2 separate regions of the Ovis aries genome follow, and region 2 is linked to region 1. Evidence: chromatin contacts called from public Hi-C data. All regions are on one chromosome and are shown on one strand. The core of a region is the stretch at or near the end of the contact, and the rest is flanking DNA. Distances in the headings are between cores, read along the strand shown. Region 1 holds the start of VPS53 (VPS53 subunit of GARP complex). Region 2 has its middle 5.5 kb from the start of RFLNB.

Region 1 (3,478 bases), core at 9-2,508:
AGCAGTGTGGCTTGAACACGCAAACCTTTGCCCTGGCATTCCCAGGATGTGTCAAATGTGCTTTGTGTGAGTAATCCAACCACTCCAAGAAAAACACATATCCAAGAGGTAAGTGGGACAACACAAATTACCACACATAGTATGTATTAATGCTCAATAAGTATTAACTATTAGTAACAGAAGTAGTAATGTTTTACTTTGAAAAACTTCCGTGATCATTAAGTATGGCACACCCCTCCTTTTCTTAAGTCTGCTATACCAACTCCTTTAAGAGAGATTTTTCCCCCTTTATCAGGAGCAATAACCTGCAGAAGGGTCTAAACTGCCTTTTTTTTTTTTTGAAGATTTATTTTTGGTCGTTGTTGCTATGCATTGGGCTTTCTCCAGTTGTGGTGAGCGGGGGCTATTCTTCGTGGCAGTGTGAGGGCTTCCCATTGCAGTGGCTTCTCTTTTTGTAGGACATGGGCTCCAGGTACTGGGTTTCAGTAGCTGCAGCGCATGGGTTCAGTAGTTTTGGAGCAGAGGCTTAGCTTAGTTGCCTGGGAATATTCTTTAACCTAATCACCAGCAGAAATTCTCAACCATTTAAGAATAGTAAAGGAGGTCTCTCTCTCTCTTTTTCAGCCGTTTCCCTCTGCTTTGCGATATGCTTCAAAAGCAGAGGTTACCCACCTCCTGAGTCAGTCACATGGGGCTAGACGGAGAATCCAAGAACACTGGGACACCAACCTGATGAAAGAACAGCCCCACAACCCCTACCGGAGGTTGCTACCCACGAGATCCCTTCTAGGTACATCGTTTCAGGAGGCACAGCTCCTTTGCCCAAACCCACCAGCACGCCCCACCCTCCAAAGTCAATCAAGGCCGAGGAAGACCTCTCTTCCTTTTCTACATTGAGAAACTCATTCCCACCACCACCTCCCCTAAAAACCTTTCCTTGCCCTTGGCGCCTAGCTCCCACGTCTCCGTCCGAAGACAGCTTCCTCGCCGTCCCACCCCCAGAGTTGCCCCAGTCTCCGCACTCTCCTCCCCTCGGGGGGGCGGAACGCTCACCTGCTCGATGGCGAGCTGCACGTCGGGCGTGAGCTGCAGCACGGCTTCCAGCTCTTCTACGAACTCCAGTTCCTCCTCCTCCATCATCCTGCCGCCAGCTCCCTCCCGACGCCCACCCGGACCTGGAACCACACCTCCTGCGGCCACTCACGCCGGAGACCAGAAACGCTCCAGCTGCAGCTGTCCGGCGAGCCTGGGCTCTGTCAGCCAATCGGGCACTTCCGGGAAGCCGAGCACTTCCGGAATCCGAGGCACTCTGGGATAGCGGAGGACTTACCTCTGGTCGCCTGAACTAGGCATTCCTACCACCTCCCGAGAGTACCCCTGAGCAGCCCTGTAGTTCGGCGGCCCATACCTCTCCTTAAGATGATGGGGACCCGCTTCACCTCTCAGAAGGCGCCCCCCTACTCGGGCCCTGGCGCTGGGGAAGGCCCGGCAGGACAACCCCCTCCTCCCCTAGTGAGGATGCGCCCCGACTGCGTCGCGATCAAATAACAGCAACCCTCACAGGCCTCGAGGCGGGCGATCCATCTGCTCTCAGGAGCCCCTTGCTCAGTGGCACTAGGTGTCTCCCCAGCCATCGGGGAGAAATGACCCCAGCTGGTAAGTGGCGATGTTGCCAAGGACAATTTGTAGGATGGAACAGCGTCCACTTGATATTAGTTCCCCGTGTGCCGAGCCTCTGGGCTGTTTTCAGGGCGTGTCTGCAGCTTCCTTCTTGTGGGGGACGGGAGGGAGAGTCAGATTAGGCAGTGACCCACCCTGGGGAAATGTTGACTTTCTGGGACTCTTGAATAGCTAGAGTCAAAGTCACAGTCCACGAATGATGAGCTATATAATCTTGAACAAATTACTCCATCGACCCGGCTTACCCGGCAAGGAGGTGGGAGAGAGAAATATTAAAAGCACTATGCAAATTTAAGCTAGTAATACAGGTTAGTAAGAGGGTGTCCAGCCCTCTGCACCGCAGAGGAAAAGCAAAGTCACCCTGTGGAGCCACTTTTCCTCCAGCTACAATGAGATCATTGCAGCCAAAGGAAGAGTTGTTTTACCTGTTAAACATTGTGAAACTGAGATGGCAGCATCCCTGGTCCCAATGAGCTTTTTTAAATAATCAAGATTGTAGTAAAGGAAGAGTTAAACATATAAATCAATTATTTACTAGAATGTTATTGACTCAAAATCATGGTTTTGAAATTTATTTAATGACATGGGAAAACACTCATCAGAAAGCAAAAATACACAGCATGATCCCAGTTTGTGTATTTTGTGTCTATAAAAATGATAAGAAATTCTCCTTTTCTGCAGGCGATTCAACATATTCTTTGCAGATTTTCCCAAATTGTCTATGAACCTGTAACACTTTTATAATCAGAAGTATATTTTTAAAAGAAAATGATAATTATATCTATCTCTCTTGGATGTTTTTCATTTTTATATACAGTAAGAAATATATATTAAGTCCATCCATTTAGTTTAGAATGCCATGAATTTTCATAAATGCATATCATCATGTACCCACCATCATAATCAAATCCTAAGATAGTTCCATCATCACCACCCCACCCCACCCCACATTCTCTCATGCCTCACCTACTCCCCTGGCAAGCACTGGCCAGATTTCTGTCCCTATAGTTTAACTTTTGCAGAACGTCATATAAATGGAATCATACAATATGTCACCTTTTGAGCTGGTTTCTTTCATGTAACATGATGCATTTGCATTTCATCCACATTATTGCATGTGTCAATAGTTTATTTCTTCTTGCTGAGTGGTAATCCAGTCTCTGATATATCACAGTTTCTTTATTCCCTGGTTGAAAGACACTGGGGTTGTTCTTAGTTTGGGGCGATTATGAATAAAGCAGGATTTTGCGTGAATGTAAGTTTTCACTTCACTTGGGTAAATAACCTAGAAGCGGTCTTGCTGGGATGCCTAGTAAGCCTGTATTTAACTATATTATAAGAAACTGGCCAGCTATTTTCCTAAGTGGGCTGTTATCATTTTTGCATTCCTGCCAGCAATGGATGAGAGTTCTGGTTGCTCATAGAGCTTATTTTTAATGATGATTTTAATAACTCACATTTCCTAGTCCTTGCTATTTGCCAGGCACCATGATAAGTGTGCTACTGCTATGTAATCGCTAAGTCATGCCTGGCCTTTTGAGACTCCATCGACTGTAGCCCACCAGGCTCTTCTGTCCATGGGATTTCCCAGGCAAGAGTACTGAAGTGGGTTGCCATTTCCTTCTCCAGGGGTCTTCCCACCACAGGATCAAACCCATGTCTCCTGCTTGGCAGAGGGATTCTTTAACACTGAGTCACCTGGGAGGCCCATACCATGTATATATAATACATCATCTTTTAATCTACATGGCAGTTCAGAGGTTGGTAGTTACTATCTGCAATTCACAAAAGAGAAAAT
Region 2 (3,327 bases), core at 383-2,882, 130 kb before region 1:
CTTGTAGGACTTGGCTCCTGGCCTGAGGCCTCTCCCCGCAGGGTCTGGGGAACAAAGCCAAGTCACAGTGAATGCCAGTCCTGCATTTTCCCTTTTTCTCCACCAAAGTAAGCTAATGCCTGAATGGGAGTTGAGTCAGACAAGAGTGGGACCCCCACAATGGCTGCTGCTTATTGTTTTTGGAACAGCTTGTGTTCAGTAAACCCAGCCAGACAGCGGATTAAAAACCACTGCCGGCTCCAGCTTGCTGGCACATGCTTCGGGGCCCAGGCACCTTGCAGGCCCAGCCCCCTGGGTCTCTGGGCTCCAGGATTCACGCTGCAATGGCTTTGCCTTAGTACTGAACTAGGTCTCCCCTTGCCTTCATATGTACCCGTGTCAACCAAAATGCTTAAAAAAATAGGACTATATTTTGTTTCCTTAAGTATTTTAAGATTAAGGTTTGGGGGGACTTCCCTGGTGGTCCAGTGGTTAAGACTTTTCACTTCCACTTCAGGAGGCATTGGTTCGATCCCTGGTCAGGGAAGTTCTGCCTGCAGTCAAAAAAAAAAAAAAAATCTACAAATAATAAAGAACATGAAAAAAAAATTTAAGGTTACCGGTTTCAGAGAGCATTGACAGGGACCTGCCATACTCAATAAAGAAAGGAACTGAATTAAAAAGATGTACTGATACAGCCCAAACCCATAGGCGTCTGTGTGCACACATTGGTAAGGTTGGTTCATACCTCTGTGCCCCTGGGACTCACAAAGGTGGCCTGAACCACACAGAGGTCAGCATGCCAGAGCTTGGCAACTGCACAGAGAAGTGTGCCTGCGGAAACAGGCTGCCTCCTTTTCTGACCTCTCACCTGTGAGACCACCAGGTCAGGTGGGGAGGTGGTGTCTGGCCCAGCCCATGTGGCAATGCTCACCCAGACAACCAAGTGCAGCTTGGGGCGGAGTCAGGCCTGTGACCCCTGAGTGGGGGACCTGGGGACCCCCAGTTAAATGCAGGCTCCACCCTCAAGGCCTCCTATTTGTAAGCTGAGAGCTATTCTCCCAAATGCTCGCTAGTTACACAGAAAAAGGGCTGTGGCCTCTGCAAAATAAAACCCAGATGGGATTAAAAAAAAAAAAACCTCAGATGGAATTTTGAAAAGAGCTGGGGCACATGGTCTTGTTGGAACGGCATCAATACACTTGCACTCTTGGCTCTGTTCTGCTTATTCACACCGGACAAGGACTCGCAGCCCAGAAAAATAGCCCTTCGTTGAGCCACTGAAGTTAAGACCCTTGGTTCCTCGGCTGAAGGGCGCTATAGAAGGGTGTGCAGGCCACAAATGGCCAGTCTGCTCAGCCGCTCTCCAAAGGCAGCCTCCAGACTACGGGGTATTCAGGACCTCTGGGGGATTAGGGTCTGCAGGGCTGTGTGGGGAAGGATGGTGAGTGGGAGCCCTGGGAAGGGGGTACAGTTGGCTCCGCTGTCCTCCCCTGAGCCACTGCCCCTAAGTGCATTCCTCTCCACCCGCTAGATTCAAAACAGAATACACAGCCGCAAAGGCAGCTGTGGTTTGCAGCTCTGTACTGCTGGGAACTCCTGAGACTCACTGAAGGCTATTACATGCCTTTGAAGAAATGTTTTTCAGTTTCGAGTCTCTACTGAAAATTCGCCAGGGGTAAAGAAAGAACTTGAGGTGAGCGGAGAAGCACCAAAGAAAAATTCCATGCATTTCCTGTTTTCCAGGTTGTATCAGTTGATGATTAACTGGAATTTTATCGACTATTGCCTTGTACTTCTTCTGCAGGATGACTCCAACCAGTAACAAGCCTTTCTGGAAAGCTCTGAAGGTGTCTCTCATATGCTGCTAAATAAATCTGGTCATACACACAGGACGCCTGCTATTAATTTTCTTTTTCTTTTCCCGAACCCACTGCTGCAGCCTCTGGTTCTGCTAAGTTGGGTGACAGTGCCCTCCAACAGGACCACAGTCAGCTCCATCAGGCATTCAGAGGCTGCGGCCAAGCCGTCACTGCTGTGGGTACCAAAGCACTGGGCCATGCTGCCAACACTGGTGGTGGGGGAGGGCTCCGTGGCCCGGAGGTGCCAGAGCTATGCTGTGATCTGCAGCTAAGTGCCTCCCGCTCCTTCTAGTTATGTTTATAGGGTGGTCGTTTATAGCTTCGTTTATGCCTGCCTCCTGCCCTAGGTCTCAGCTGGAATGATGCAGGGGCTGCACCAAGAGACAAATAGTAAAAGAAGCCAGCAAAAACAAACAAACAAACAAACAAACAAAACTGCTTTGGATCCAAATCTCTCTCCCCTGAGCTTGGCTTACCCTTCTGGCCCCTTCTCTTCAGATTTCTCTAAAAGACTGTCTGGTTCCACATGCAAAGAGAGCCTCTGGACCTGAGGATGATGGGGCTACTTGACTTCAGTCCCAGTCAGCGCCCTGCCCCACCAGATGCCCATCAAACATCACCTGACCCCCATCTCAACACCTTGCTTCTCAAAGCCTGAAAGGTTAGACTCTGTTACTTCCAGGGATCCCTTTTTTTAGCATCAAGCCTGTCCGCCATCTGAGAAAGGACCTTCTGCTGTTAGTTCGCTGTGTTAGAAGCAGAACTCTCTAGAATGTCAGGCATTGACATCTTATAAACCTAAGACAGGTCACAATCCCTATCTGTTCTACTGCTTGTAATAAAAAGAGCGGTTAATATGAGCTTCGTGTGGGCCTTCCATCACACATGAATATTAAGGAATCTGGGCTTTGTGTTCCTCATTGGAAGACTGTTTATCAGCAGATACCCTAGTCTTACCCCACAAAAACTATTTCACCTCTACTCCCAAGGCTGAGAGCTCTTAGCAAAATCTGCTCTGGGTAAGAGTTTTTGGGGTCTGGGTGTGCACTCCCACTAGACCCATTCACTCAGCCAGCACCTGCCAAGGGCCTCCTGTGTGTGAGGCAGAGTGTGGGAGCATAAGGAGAGCTTCACCAGCCTGGGGGAGAGAGGGAGGGGAGGCTTAGGGGAAGAAGTCTGGAGGGAGTGATGCCCATGCTGATGCAAAAGCCTTAAGTAAGGAACAGGCAGGCAAAGAAGGAAGGCGGTGAGGAGCAAAGCCCTGCCGTGAGGTCTCTGAGGACCTGGACATCTTCCCCCCGGCCTCAATTCACTGAGTGGAGATGACTGCAGACTTGACAAGGGCCCCAAGTTCAATCCCTTCTGGAGTCAATTAGCTCCAATTCTGGACATGCCTCCTGTAAAGATGTCACACTGGTGACAAAGGGGAGTGAGTTAGGGTGGCTCGTTTAGTCCCGCTTTGCTCCTGGCTGGAAATGCGTGTCAA

What was found. A called contact is a pair of places that touch in the nucleus more often than the background predicts.
Region 2: a Hi-C map of liver shows a contact between it and region 1, with 2.4 times the contacts expected there. The contact joins the enhancer-like site here to the promoter of VPS53 in region 1. A contact is called at or near these places in 6 of 16 Hi-C or Micro-C datasets (blood, liver, mesenteric adipose tissue and 2 more).

The regions. Positions count from the first base shown.
Region 1 is chr11:22,020,195-22,023,672 of ARS-UI_Ramb_v3.0, reverse strand. VPS53 (VPS53 subunit of GARP complex) reads right to left here and starts at 1,258. Exons shown (of 23, transcript XM_012185438.5): 1 at 1,054-1,258. The coding sequence starts at 1,140. LOC121820569 (a long non-coding RNA gene) reads left to right here and starts at 1,317. Exons shown (of 3, transcript XR_006061119.2): 1 at 1,317-1,656.
Region 2 is chr11:22,155,211-22,158,537 of ARS-UI_Ramb_v3.0, reverse strand. No RefSeq gene overlaps it. Among named protein-coding and RNA genes, the nearest start is that of RFLNB, 5.5 kb to the left of the region's middle. Within about 2 kb of position 1,632, at least 6 of the 54 cell types and tissues checked have an H3K27ac peak or open chromatin away from gene starts, as enhancers often do. A contact at or near this core is called in liver, where this site is marked.